2 separate regions of the Mus musculus genome follow, and region 2 is linked to region 1. The links are chromatin contacts, called in public HiChIP or PLAC-seq maps. All regions are on one chromosome and are shown on one strand. The core of a region is the stretch at or near the end of the contact, and the rest is flanking DNA. Distances in the headings are between cores, read along the strand shown. Region 1 overlaps Tbc1d22a (TBC1 domain family, member 22a). Region 2 overlaps Tbc1d22a (TBC1 domain family, member 22a).

Region 1 (7,140 bases), core at 2,191-4,690:
TCTATGCATGTGTGTGTGATGCACATATGTACATCTGCATGTGCAATCAAGTTCAACAGCAGGTGTCTTCCTCAGTCCCTCTCGACTCTATTTTTGGAGGCAGGTTCTTTCACTGGGCATGAAGCTCACTGAGTTAGCTTGACTGACTAGCCAGCAAGCGCCAGAGATCCTCCATTATGTCTACATTCTAGCATCCAGGGCTGAGATGGCTACAATAGGAATGGTCCTACAGCTCAGATATTTGAATGATTGGTCATTATGGGGTAGAGCTACTTGACAGGGATTAGGAGGTGTGGCCTCGCTGGAGTAGGTGTGGCCGTGGAGGAAGTGTGTCACTGGGGATGGGCTTTGGGGTTTCAAATGCTCAAGGCAGGTCTGTGTGTGTCTCTCTCTCCCTGTTGCCTACGGATCTGGATATAGAATTCTCAGCTAGGGGCCAGGCGTGGTGGCGCACGCCTTTAATCCCAGCACTCTGGAGACAGAGGCAGGAGGATTTCTGAGCTCGAGGCCAGCCTGGTCTACAAAGTGAGCTCCAGGACAGCCAGGGCTACACAGAGAAACCCTGTCTCGGGGAAAAAAAAAAAAAAAAAAAAAGACTTCTCAGCTACTTCCCCAGCACCCCACCTGTCTGCAGGCCACTGTGCTTCCCACCATGGCCGTGATGGATTAGACCTCTAAATATAAGCAAGCCTCAGCTAAATGCTTTCTCTTATACGCATTGCTGTGGTCACTGGCGTCTCTTCACAGCAACAGAACACTGACTAGGACAGAGTCGCACACAGCTATCTGGGAGGCACAGGAGGGAGTGATGAGAATCTGAGGTAAGGATCCAGTGTCCCTCACATTTCTTCCTACTATGAGGAAACATTCACAGCCAGCAGGTCCCATCTTGAGGGTCTCTTGCAAGCAGTCGCAGCCGTTCTGGTGAAGAGGTGAGCTGTTATGATCAGAGGGTAGCACTCTATGGCAACAGGGGCTAAGCCCTGGATAGACACACTCCTGCAGCTCCCAGAGCCAATCTAACTAATCCTGGTAGAGGTCTCACTAACTACGGTGCAGGACTCCCTGGCCTGACTGATGAGGGTGTGGCAATATTCAGTCTCTGTCAGGGCACTGCAGAAATCTGAGCACACACCATGCTCAGTGACACACACTATCCAACATGAGAGCAAGATCTCTGGATGAGAACTCCTGGTCTCTGCAGGAGCCCGCACTAACAGGAGGAACTCTAGAGCCACAGACAACCCCAGCCCCACCCCAAGCCACCTCTCCTGAGCAGCTAGGGGTCTTCTTGGTACTACATTTGTAAAGGAAGAACAACACAACTCCCTCCTAGAAGCCTGAGGAGTTTGAAGAATTTACCATCCAAGGGGCTGGCTGTGGTATTAGCCATACAATGAGCAACAACATGCTATTATTATTAAATGCTCAAGAAAAAAAAATCTCTCCCAGATAACAAATACAGGACGCTCAGCCCAAGGTTTGCAGGACACAGCAAAGAGCTCAAAGCCCCTTCCCCAGGAACAAGACGTCCTGAGAAGTGTTTACTTGTACTGGAGAGGCTGCCACAGTGTGACACCACCAAGCTCCATCATCTCCTGGAGATGAGTCTGTTTCTGATCTGGACCTCCAAGTCAGATATCCTGTGATCCACCACTCTCAGCTCCTCCATATGGTGTGCTGAGGGCCAACACCAGCAATAGCAATGCCCTCGGTCCAGCCAGCTGTGGGCACGTGAGAAGTTGTGTCCACCACTGCATGAGCACAGGGGTGGGCAGAATCCAAGGTTCCTGTCAATCCTTGGATGCCGCCACTAGAGGGCAGCCTGCCTAGACTAAGCAGACAGGAGGTAGAAGGGAGCAATCCCCCATCAGATTCAGAGAAAGCCACCTTCCCCTGTAAACTCGGACTTCCAAATTTGCTACAAATCAAATAAAACCAGCTTCTCACCTGAAGACATGGTAAGGCTTTAGCCCATCAACTCTCAGAAGGCGGTTCTGAAAATGAGGCTATGTAAAAGCCCCTTTCTGAATCTAGCAGGGTGGCCTTAGACTACTATGGATCTGTTTTTCATCTGTAAATGAGAGCACCCTTACCCAGGGGAGGCATGCGTGGGCACTCCTGGCTCCTTTCTGAAGAAGCCTAGGATCTCCCATCGCCTGTGCTCCCCAGTGGCCCTCTTCTTGGGCCCCCACACCAGCCACAAGCCTGGTCCCCAAATAAAGAAAAGACCATCTGGAGCCCACGGGCCTGGGAGGGCCACATCCGCATGAAAGATGGCCGTACAGGCTCTCAAGGCCCAGAGTCCTGGTGCAAACAGGCACACAGCCCTCTTTATTCCAATCCAATCCTTCCTTGGCTCTATTGTCCCTTCATCCCTACCTGAAGGACAAGGAGTGTGGCTCTCACTGACAGACTTCACCAGGCGAAGGTCACCACTGGGAGGTACAGGAGGCTCTGCTATGGGCTGAGGCTCTGGCTCTGGTTCTGTCGTCTTCTGTGAAGGCTGGCTCTGCCTCTGGCTGTGATTGCGCAGGACACGATGTGCTGTCTCCATGACCACCTCAGAGTTCAGGCTCTCTGTCGCCATGGCCAGGAGCTCATCATCGTCTTCACCGGCATCCCAAGCATCACTGGTGTTGCTCTCAAACTCCTGGAAGGTGCTGACCCGCTTGGCCTTCACCGGAGTGGTGGGCACCTTGGGCGTGGACTTGAGCAAGCTACAAAGCAAAGGTGTCTTTACTGTGCACACTCAGCCAAAAAAAGAATCCCAAGGGAGAAGGTACTTCATCTAGATGAGGGTGCCAAGAAAAGCACAAAGTGTGGGCATCAAAATAGGACTTGGCACTGCACAGGCTACGTGATAGGGAGGGAGGCGTTCCAGACAAGAGCCACCAAGCAGCACAGAACTACACAGCAATGGTGCCAAGGCTAGAAAGTACATTCTCACGCTCCCTCCATCTCAGCCAAGCTCCTAAAGCAGCAGCGGACGGGTACAGAGCAAGAGGACCTTGCAGAAAACGGGGCCTTGGCATACACACTCGGAGACAGAATAGTTCAAAGGACGTCCCTCCAAGCTTGACAACAACACATGGCATAGGCCCCAGTAGAAGTCTAGAAATATGACAGACAGGTGCAGCCCTGCAGGGCCACACCAGCACTGGGCTAGGCCCAATACTCAGAAGAGCCACCACCAGGACAGAGAGAGTGCAGGACCGAGGAAGGGTTCAGGTGCGGTGTAAGGACAGTCTGGAGCCACGCTGCCCTCAAGCCAGGAGTGCCAGCTCTCTGCAGCCCCACATCCCACTGCCCAGCTACAGGGGGAACTACTCTCGGACAGTAGTGTCTCACAAAGCAAGTGGCTAGGCCATCTGCTGACTGAGAGAACATTTCCCCTCCCTCTGAACCTCCAATGAGCTGGCAGAAGCAGGTCACCAACTGCCACTTACGTGCCATGTAACAGCGGATCAAACGGTGGGTGCTGGGCTCCATACACATGCTGGATGCTAGGAGAACAGGAAACAAAACGTTAGGGTTTTTGGTTTTTTGGTTTTTCGGGTTTTTTAGCTCTGCTGAAAGCCCAATGGTGAATCAAGAAAACTGCCAGCTCCTCAGCCCCACGCCAGGAAGAGCCACACCCATCAGCAGCTGCATGTCAGCCACCGGGGCTACGGCGCCCACAGGCCCACACACCCCACGATGCTCTGGACCATCAGGGAGCCCCAGGAGTCCTCAGACCACTGGGAACACCGGGTTCCTGAGCCACTGCTCACAAATGTGTTTCACAAGCACGACACAACCTCACAAGGTAACCTCACTGGGAATATCCACCAGATGCGCCTCTGGTTATCCAAACATAAAGAATTTTGTAAAGATGTAATCAATTTAAAAACATATGAGGGTGCGACTCTCCCACCAAAACCAGACAGGCTCAGCCAGTACCCTTGAACCTCAGCTCCTCTGAGTCAGGCATGTCCCTTTGAGGTGAGGCCAGGATATCTGTCACCTCGGCATGAGAAGTCTCAAGAATGAAGCCACCTCTGAAGGCTGGTACAGCAGGAGATAGAGTGGCCCTGTGATGGCTTCCTTGAGCTGGGGTCCAGGCAGATCACCTCCTTTCCCTTCCAGGCACAAGAGACAAAGGAATCCCTACTCATCAGAGCCACTGGCGTCAGACACCCTAACTGACATCCCACTCTGGGGTTCCGACACAAGACCCTGATGAAGGGAGAAGCGTGCAGAGAGACATAAAGAGCAATGTAGGTAAGCACATGCAGGCTTTTTTTTTTTTTTATGAAGTCCTGGGACCATGGAGGGCTCAGCTGGTAAAAGGCGCTAGTTGCCAAGCCTGACAACCTGAGTCCAATCCCTGGGTTCAATCATCTAATGGGGAAAGGAGAAAACTGATTCTCAAAGTTGTTTCCTGATCTCCATCCAAGTGCTGTGGGTGACATGTGCATATGCGCGCACACACACACAAATATGTGTAGTATTTTTAAGTGAGTTAAAAGATGTTTTTATTTTAATAGATCCCTCTCCCCAGATCCTCTCAGATCCTCCCCACCTCCCTCGCAAGAAGAAAGAAGGAAGGAAGGAAGGAAGGAAGGAAGGAAGGAAGGAAGGAAGGAAAGAAAGAAAGAAAGAAAGAAAGAAAGAAAGAAAGAAAGAAAGAAAGAAAGAAAGAAAGAAAGAAAGAAAGATCAAGACAAAACAGAAAGATAAAAAACAAAAAGTGCACAAACCAACCCAGAATACACTTTGTGTGGGCCAGGTACTCTGCAGTGTGGTTGATAAACCCAGTCAGACTCCACTGGAGAAAACAGATTGTCCCTTTCAAATAGTCTCTTGAAGAAGGGTGGGACTTTGTGTGTCCACGTCCCCTTCTCAGTGCTGGAATCTGATCTGGTTTGAACGTGTACAGGTCTTGTGCCTGCTGTCAGCCCCTGTGAACTAATGTGTGGCTCATCCTGCTGGGTTTCCTTGGGGTCATCCATCACCTCTGGCTCTGGGAATCTCTCTGCACAGATTCCCTAAGCCTTGAAGGAAGGGGTCTGATAAAGACTTCCCATTTAGAGCTAGCTGCTCCCCCTCCCTCCCTCTCCCTCTCCCTCCCTCCCCACATTGTCCAGTGTTGATTCCCATCCACAGCAAGGAAAAGCTTAGAAGGAAGTTTTCTTTAAATCCTGGGAATGGAGAGATGGACAGAGAGAGAGGGGGAACATACAGTTCTTGCAGAGGACACAAGTTCAATTCCAAGCACCCACATCAAGCATCTTAAGGCTACCTATAACTCCATCTTCAAATCCCTCTTCTGGCTTCCATGGGCACCTGCATTCATACATGCACATCCCTCCACCACCACACATATAAACATAATTAAAAGTAAAAAAAAGAAAGAAAAGTTAGGATCACTACAGCAACTCAGTGGATAAAACTGTTTGCCCCTAACCCTGACAAACTAAGTTTGTTCAATCCCCAGGACCCATATAGTGAAAGGAGAAAACAACTCCTACAAGCTGACCGCTGACCTCTACCTACATGCTGCGGCACATATATACACACACACAAGCAAATACATAAATAAAATACTTTTAATAATAAAAATAAATCTTTTTTAAAATTAAGTTCTACCTTGCTGACTCTGTGATGTGAAGTATTTCCCCAAATTATTACTTCCTTCTTCTTCAGTTTACTTAAGTCATTTGTTTACCTTCAGTTGTGTTACCTGATGTGTGAGGAGCCTACAAGTAGCATATGTAAATGTAAAAGGCCACTCTGAGGCGGAGAGTGCTCGGACTTGCCTGCAACTCCTTGTAAATCTTAATTATTTCAACATTAAACGTTGTAAACCCCACAGGAATAGAATGAGCTCTGGTTCCCTCATCTCTGGCCCGTGCCACCTCCCTGGACAGCATCACTTCTAATTTCACACTGTGCTGCCATATGGCTACAACATAATGAGTTTACCCAAGGTTGACTGTGAAACACAGAACTGATTTAAAAGTGTTTGTGGTTACAAGGATAGCAATAACACCTCTGGAGAGAAATGGCTACACAGCACTTGATAACCTCCTAAGGACAAAGTCCTGCAATGGGAATGCCCTGGGCATAAGGCACACACTTAAGGAGATTTGGCCATGCTGCCAAAGGACAGTCAAGTAGCTCCCTCTCCCGCAACAAGAGCTGGCCGATGGCCAGACCCCACTAACTGGACAGAAGCAATCTCCACGCTGGCTCTGTGCCTGAGATATTTTTTCCACTGGTACCTCTTCTTTTGTAAACTACTCATATCCTGTGTCCATCTGCTAACAAGGATTCACCTGCTTACTGATTTGCAAAGTGAGAATTCCTTCTGTGTCATTTGTGCTGTATGGCCAGCAAATAGCAGTCCCACCAAAAGATGTCCACATCTAGAACTGTGGGCGTGTTACCCTTTCCTGTACAGCCATCAGAATAGTGTGCCTATCAAAGAGAACAGTAGCCTAGTGTTAGAATGCCCTGTGGTCATTCCTATGGGAACACAGCACGCACTCACATTAAACCCAGTGCTGGTTTTCCCTTGGAAAAGAGGTATACCTGAACCTAAGAAAAGAGAGGCAGGCAGAAAATTCTAGACAGATGGGGCCTGGGAGATGTTCAGTAGTTAAGAGGACAGGAATCTGAAACCCCAGGACTCACATGTAACCCCAGATGTATAAGTGAGCATGGTAGTTCATCTGTAATTCCAACCCAGGGAGGGGGAGACAGAGGAAGCCTGGGACAGCTTGGTTAGCAGGACCAATGGCACCACACCAAACAGTTCTGGTTGACTGACACACCTTGCCTCAGTGAAAAGGTGAAGAGCAATGGAGGAAGGCTCACACTTTACGTGGGTAAGCACAGCTACATAGATTTGAAGTGGGTGGGTGCAGTTATATGGGGCATGAGGGATGGGTGCAGTTACACAGGATATAAAATAGAAGAACTAACATGCTTGCTGAACCCTGACTAGAGCTTCCACCTGACTGGCTGGATTTTCTCTCTTGTACCCCAGGCAATACTCTTTGAGTATTAGTCCCAAGAAGTGCCCGTGAGTACCCATCTCAACTGACCCATCATAACTAACCTCCTGTAGCAGTCACTGACCACAGTAAGACAAAA
Region 2 (7,140 bases), core at 2,016-4,515, 130 kb before region 1:
ATACTGTGGGTGCAGGATAAGGAGGAGGCTGCCAGCCAGGGCTGGAGCCCCAAGGACCAGGCATTTCCTGCTTGCACAGTCCAGTATCCTCACAATGGTGCAGCTACACAGATTTTCAGAGCTTCTATTATGAGAACACAAGCAAGCAGGTTGCACAGCCTGCCCTGGGACACTGGCATCCATCCTGTGCTGTGAAGAGCTGATCCTTGCATGGAGATAAAGATGCTTTACCCAGAGCACAGACATGGGCAGCTCTGCAGTAGTCACTGCTGCTCTTTGGAACAATCACAGTGTAAATCTGCAGTGTGCCTCCTTCTGAACCGCAGCACGAGAAAAAAAATCAATTCAAGCATTTCCCCAACTGCAGCGCTGGAGCAAGCCAGCCCTGGCCACAACTTAAGGCTCATGGAAAATATAAAATAGGCCTTCTGAGGGGCACAGGAGGAAAAGAAGAACCTGCTAGAACTGTGTAACTCGTAGCTCCTGCAAATAGTATTTCAAAGAACTAAATGAGGCCGGGGACACTTGTGAAATCGCTGGTAGGAAAAAACTTCAACCAGAGCCAAGCAAGAACGCAACCTGAGTGCAGAATAAATGCACAGGGTGCACTGACGAGAGAAAGAGCAGTACTTCGGAGGGAGGTTGAAAAGCAGCTAAACACACTGAATCCAATAAAGCAGCCCTAGAAGTGCGTGAGACTTCATAATATGGAAATGAGGTAATAACCATCAGACACAGAGACGACTCCCAGGCTCAATCAAGGAACGAACGTAGCACAGTTTCGAAGTTTTTGGCTCTGGTTTATAATGTCACTCAGTCACTTCCCAAACCAAGTCTCTCCTATGAAGAGGGCTATGACAATTTTCTTCCACCATGGGAGCAGCCAGGGGAAGGCTGGGAAGGGGCCTGCACACACAGAGGGCACACAGCCAGGACTCCACCTCAATAGAGTTCTCTGTACCCTTGGTCAAGTGACTCAGCCGACTCGGCCGGGACTCTGGGAAACAGGGTGTCTTCTACAGCTCACAGCTGACAGGCTGCTGTCACATATATACACAGGCCTGGTTCTGCTTGGCGTCACTTTGTTAATACTCTGCTCATTAATTTAACAAACTATCAGGAGGCTCCGCTTGGAATGGGCAAGCATTATCTCTCAAGTTTCATTTAATTAAACTCTGCTATTGCAATATGACATTCAGCACATCGCAGGGGGAATTATTTTAAGGACGAAGGTAAAAAGTATTTCAAAGGCCTCACTTAAACATGAAAGCATAATCTAAAATTGCCGGAGCACACACTATAATTTTTCTATAATATTGAAGATGTTCTTTCTGGACTTGGTAATTAATTGGATTCCATGGAGAAATTATTCTATCCTCCTTGATAGCAAATGATACACCCAGGCAGGGGAGGCAAGGCAAAGGACAGCCATCAGCAACCACCCTGCTGCCCAGATGAGAAGCTGCAGCTGACCCAGGAGGGAGGCTGGCTGCCAAGAGCACTGCATCTCCTTCCCCACTGAGTCCTGACTGGAGCACAGGCTGGATGGGCAGAACAGCAGCTTCTCCTGCTAAGGACGCACTTGGCTGAGAGCTAGCAGACCCAGGTACCACTGGCCAGATGAGAACAGGATGGTGGCGTCTGGCAGGGCTGGGGAGCAAGGCTGCCTCCCTAACCTCCCGCTAGAACTCTCCCTGCCCCAGGGAAGGCTGTGCTGGACACTGACTTACCATCAATCCGGCTCACAAGCTCTTCCAGCATCTTCACTTTCATCTGAATCCCAGGTTGGGCAAAGGTGTAGTTGTCCTAAGGGGGAAAAATTACAGCATATATTAAATGCACACAGGATAAAGCAACTTTGAGACCTTAAATTCAGGTACCCAGAACCCACATAAAAGCCAAGTCGCTGTGGAAGCCACCTGTAATCCCAGCACTTGGGAGAAGGAGACAGGGCATCCCCAGATCAGGCTGGCTGGCTGGACTAGCCACAGCTAGTGAGCTCTGGGTTCAACCAAGAGACTGTATCTCCAAGTAAAGTGGAGTGTGACTGAGGAAGGCAAGCAATGTCAACTCCAGGCCCACACAAATACCACTGTACACATACTCACACATGGGTGAACATACATAAAGACATACCACACATGAGCACCACCCGCTCCGGTAACCCAGATCCTCCAAAGAGGAAAAAGCGGTGAAAAGAGTTTATAATGCAAAACCATTTTATAAACAAACCAACTACACACTGCTAGGTTGCCTCACGAGAAACAGGTCCAGGGCCACACTCTGCATAACACCAACAGAGCACAGCACCACCAGGTCTCACTCCCATCTGATGTCAGAGGATGCACACAGCTCCCAGGAACGCTTCATGGAACATTTCTATTTGTTAATGTTGGATATTTACATTTAAATTGAACAAACCAGCACCCATGCGTCTGGCTCATTGAGCAGAACCACTGGCTGGAATGACCACCTCAATGGGCACCTGGACAGCCAGCACCCGGCCCACCAGGGAGCCAATGAGAAACGGCAAATGTGCTGACAGCGCAGCACTCAAGTGCTAAGAATGCAGCCACTGTATGAGAAGTGGCATGCGACTCTTCTCAGTGATGCGGGTGAGGCTCATATGGACTGGAGGCAGGGGTTGGGGGCAGATTTGGGGAGGGAGCCTTTGTGAAAGGGACTTGGAATAGAAGCATAGCTAATATTTAGCTACATGTGACATCTACAGTGTGTGCTCTCTCTGGGCACGGGTCCCATCATCTATTAGATGAGACTCAGCACCCCGCATTGTTGGACGGTTCTGAGCCTCAGACATTACAGAAGCCAGCAGAGGGGAAGGCTTTCAGACATGACATAGCATGGCAAATGGCAGCCCGCAAACCTCAGAGCACTCAGAAGTAGCATGGAGCACGGGCGAGAGAGCAGGGAAGAATGCCTACTCCCTCTCAGCCCACGGGGAGCACGTTCTGCAGCTTCACAGATGGTGGGGCACCCAGGTGGCCTGCACCCAAGGGCAGCAAGTGTCTGCAGTCAGCAGGCAACATAGCAGAGTGAGAAGCATCAGCCCTCCGTCCCCTTCAGAGCCTGCCAATAGCATGGAGCCTCAGCACCTGATCCTGAATGGGGAGCCTTCCAGGAAGACAGAAAGAATTAAGGACAGACGCTGGCTGGCAGAAGTTCTTAATGCCACTGTGGCTCAGTACTAACAAAGCCTACAAGCTATAGAGGTGTCTATCTACAACAGGAAGAGTAAGGCATGCTGGGACATCTCTCCCAGACAAAACTGCAGTGAGAGCCTCTAGACTTCCAGTTCACTCATATGCAAGGGTTAGAACAAGAAGAACTGTGTCTACCAACCTCGTGAGGGCTAGGCCAGGCCAGGCCTTCCAGAGACATAAGACAGCAACAAAGACAGGATCTGGGAACATGGTGGGAACTGCCCTGGGCCTTAGGATGGCCTCCTACCCAGATTTGGAAGGCCAGATCTCTGACAGGCTCATGCACTCTCGTGAAAGTCAGCTCTCCGGAGGAGCAACTATTGGGCTCAGTCTCATAGTCAAAACTTGAGGTCCCGAGGAACTGTACGAATCCCAGAGGGCCAAGCATCCTGCTAGCTGCGATGAAGCAGAAGCCAGAATCAGGACTAACTGGGTTCTAACATACCTAACCTTAAAAGCCATAGAAAATTTGGTTCTAGCCTACAGCTCTTCAGAGAGTCATCAATCGTCTTTGGATCTGAGCTTGCCAAGTATAACTTGGGAGACTTAATTTCTCCGAGGAGGTTAGCAGGAGGTTACTGCTCCAGTCTGTGGGTGCATATTTGGGTGGAGGAATTTATGAACAGTCTGAACTAGATAGAGATGAGAGAGACTAGCTAAGGGTGGTTTGCAGCCTCTGGGTCAGGAAGGCCCTACTGACCACTTACTATATTCTAGTCTGATACACCTCCCTGAGGTTGACAAGCCTCCTTACACAGCTAACTGGGGCTGTGATGGCTACCCCAATTACAGCTGAAGAAATCAGGGTGACACATCTTCTAACCTCCCCACACTTTACATGGTGAGAGCTTCACCCCCACCCACGAGACTAATCAGTGCTCTATGGGAGGACAGAGGCCCTATGGGCTCTTCTTGCCCAGCCCCAGCCTACCAACACTGGCTAGAGACAGTGTGGATTTAGCCAGTTATTTGGCTTCCACACTAGAAACCATTTCAAGCCCACTCACTGTGCAGCAAGAACGACAGCTCTCCTTTGCTTCCATCTGCCACTGTTTTGTTTTACTTCTCAGTTTGTTCAGAGCTCAGAAAGGGAAGCTGGCTTTTTAGAATCCAAACACTGAGGCAAGAATGATACCATTCTATAAGAGGAAAAGGGGAAGTGGGGGTCCTGCTTTGAAAGAACCTTCAAGGCCTTGGCACTCTGGCAAAGGCAGAAGACAAAACCAGCAGCAAAACCAGCAGCGTTCTCACTGGCCCAGCACTGGGCTGCCAGCCTACGCCAACAAAGACAGACAGACCAGGCCAGGGCGCACCTTTAGGGCCACTCTGTTGAATTAATTCTCATATATTCATATTCATTCTCTCTCTCTCGCTCTCGCTCTCTCTCTCTCTCGCTCTCTCTCTCTCTCTCTCTCTCTGACTTGACCTGACACGACACGACACGGGAAATGCCACACTTAGCAGTTACCTGCTGTGCTAATCTGGGGACAAAACATGTATTATATAGACACAGCACAGCACAGAAGGGAAGAGCATGGTGAATGCTGGTCCTGGGATACAGGACAGGGCCTGGCTGGGAGCAGCACAGTGAGGATGTGAGACCTGGGCTGCAGTAAAGCAGAGAGGTCCCAGGGTCCCTAGGGAGCATGGCATATTCAGGAAAGGGGGAGTGTGGGGCAAGACAAGAGCTGGGAGGAGGCCATTCTGAAGGAGTTACAAGCAGGAGGTGAGAAAGAACCATAGCTGCCCAATGATGTCAGCAGGGGGAAAGGGCAGCTGTCCACTGTTGCAGCTACAAGATTCAAATTGTGGAAGGATCCTGATTGTGCCGTGTAGAAATAACAGAGCGGGACTACAGAGGGTGAGGGCTATCAGCTACGAGACAAGAGCCATAATGGAGACAAAATGATGACAGAGCTTCCCACCGAGGACACAGTCAACCCAAACTGTCCCAAATGCTTCCCACTGACCTGGTCTGACTGGGTTTTTGAACTTGAATGCAGGATTTTACATTTATTCCTATTAGCGTGCTCACTTGATTGGTTCTGGGCTGGTATTCCAGGCAGCTGAACTCATTGTGAATCGTGATTATGTCATCCATCACATTAGCTGTCCCTCCAAGCTTAGAAGCACTGGTTAAAGCGATACCCTGAATGTCTCCATTACAGCCTCTGAGAAGAGGTGGGAAGGACGAAGACAAGGACAGGCTTGTGGCAAGCCTCTCAGAGTGCAGTCAGCACAGACCAGCCGCTGAAAACACATGGCGCCTTGCCTAACTCTGTGTTTCCCATCTGCTAGCTCAACTTCCTCCTGCTTCTCACCTATGAAAGACGGGCAGCATATCCCTCACAAGGGTGCAGGGTGAGCAACTGCATCTACTGGAGCCTACCACAGCACCTACCCCAAGTGCATTCCCAACCTTCCTGTCCCCAGCTTTGCTGATTACAGATCATTGTCCAACACTGAGAGGTCCTGACAGACACAGCAGGACAGCAGCCTCCTTGTGTAAGCCACTGTAGGAACATGCCCTGGGCTCATTTGTAGCCACGGGGCAAGCAGCATCTCAGAGTTATAACACTGTGGGCAGGATCCAGTAAGACAGTGCAGAGTGGTCAGGCCAGAGCTACTGCTGGATAGAGGACAGACAGACATGGACCAGAGATGAAGTAACAGGGTGAGCAAAGCCAGGCTGGGAAGGCCACCCTGCCAACCATGTGGCATCCTGGCAAAAACAAAACCATGGGGACCAGGTTCCATCAGAAGGCGAGGTGGATGAACAGGTGGCACACGGACGCTTACTGAGGACTAATGGACAGCACATGTTGTTAGGCATCTGCCAGACCCATAGTTTACAATGTTAATTAAACTATGAGTTTCAGTTGGTCATGACTCATTGACAGTGCCCTGTCAGTCACAAGTGTGTTACGTTAATGCAGGTGTTCTTCAGAACAGGGGAAGTGTGGCTGTGGGGGAGGGAGGGAGGGATGACATGGGAACGCTCCAGGGTTATGGTTTATCTGAAGTTGCTCTGAAACAGCCACTAACGTTTGAAAAGGAAGCAAAAAATAAGATTTTGTTACTAGATGTCAGGCAGTGGTGGCACACACCTTTAATCCCAATACTTGGGAGGCAGAAACAGGTAGATCTCTGAGTTCAAGGCCAGCTTGGTCTACACAGAGAGTTCCAGGGCAGGTAGAGCTATATAGTGAGACCCTGCCTGGAAGGAAGGAAGGAAGGAAGGAAGGGAGGGAGGGAGGGAGGGAGGGAGGGAGGGAGGGAGGGAAAGGGGAAGGAAAGGAGGCAAGAAGATGAGCACTTTCAATAATACATACACAGTCAGGAGGGAGAGGAGAGAAGAGGCCCAAATAAAGGAGATGCAAGTGTTTGGTGCCATCAGACAAGAGGGAGTCATGATGGGACCTTGACAAGAAGCAAGTGGCATCATAACAGGAGAGCATCTGTGACATACCAATCTGCCAAAACAGTACAGTGGCCCTCGAATGCACAGCTAACACTAAGAATGGAGTTATATGGTGAAGTCTGGCAAAGCCACAGAAGAACGAGACACACCTACTAGAGCTGGAAGTCTCAATGTCCTCAGCAACCCAGGGAAGGAAGGCAGACAGCACCAGGAGGACAGCAGACTAGGGCAGGACATCCAGCAGTGTGACCTGGCAATGACACTAACCTCGCCCACATAGAGGAACACACATTCTCTGTACTTGGAGTGTGAACCTGAACTTCCAGAACTTCAGAGAAGAGCAGCTCTCACCCCTCATCAAAGAAGCTTCTCTCAGCAGACAGAAACCATTTAAAAAGCTACAACCAGCTAAAATGTCCAAAACGACTGATTGTGGCGAGCCCAGTCCCAACGATACATCTTCTACACAACTCTACACCAGAGGCTCAGGGAACACTG

Evidence for each region. HiChIP or PLAC-seq counts read pairs in DNA pulled down with a chosen protein or histone mark.
Region 2: a contact with region 1 is called in an H3K27ac HiChIP or PLAC-seq map of double positive thymocytes, with 8 read pairs. The contact joins two enhancer-like sites. A contact is called at or near these places in 1 of 39 promoter capture datasets (the C10 cell line), 1 of 484 Hi-C or Micro-C datasets (peritoneal macrophages), 2 of 115 datasets of contacts at active chromatin or transcription factors (double positive thymocytes and microglia) and 1 of 9 other capture datasets (liver).

The regions. Positions count from the first base shown.
Region 1 is chr15:86,231,096-86,238,235 of GRCm38.p6, reverse strand. Tbc1d22a (TBC1 domain family, member 22a) reads right to left here. Exons shown (of 13, transcript NM_145476.2): 2 at 3,450-3,506; 3 at 2,383-2,720. Among named protein-coding and RNA genes, the nearest start is that of Tbc1d22a, 20 kb to the right of the region's middle. Within about 2 kb of position 3,440, at least 39 of the 459 cell types and tissues checked have an H3K27ac peak or open chromatin away from gene starts, as enhancers often do. A contact at or near this core is called in double positive thymocytes, where this site is marked.
Region 2 is chr15:86,361,271-86,368,410 of GRCm38.p6, reverse strand. It overlaps Tbc1d22a (TBC1 domain family, member 22a), which reads right to left. Exons shown (of 13, transcript NM_145476.2): 10 at 1,731-1,806. Among named protein-coding and RNA genes, the nearest start is that of Tbc1d22a, 150 kb to the right of the region's middle. Within about 2 kb of position 3,265, at least 78 of the 459 cell types and tissues checked have an H3K27ac peak or open chromatin away from gene starts, as enhancers often do. A contact at or near this core is called in double positive thymocytes, where this site is marked.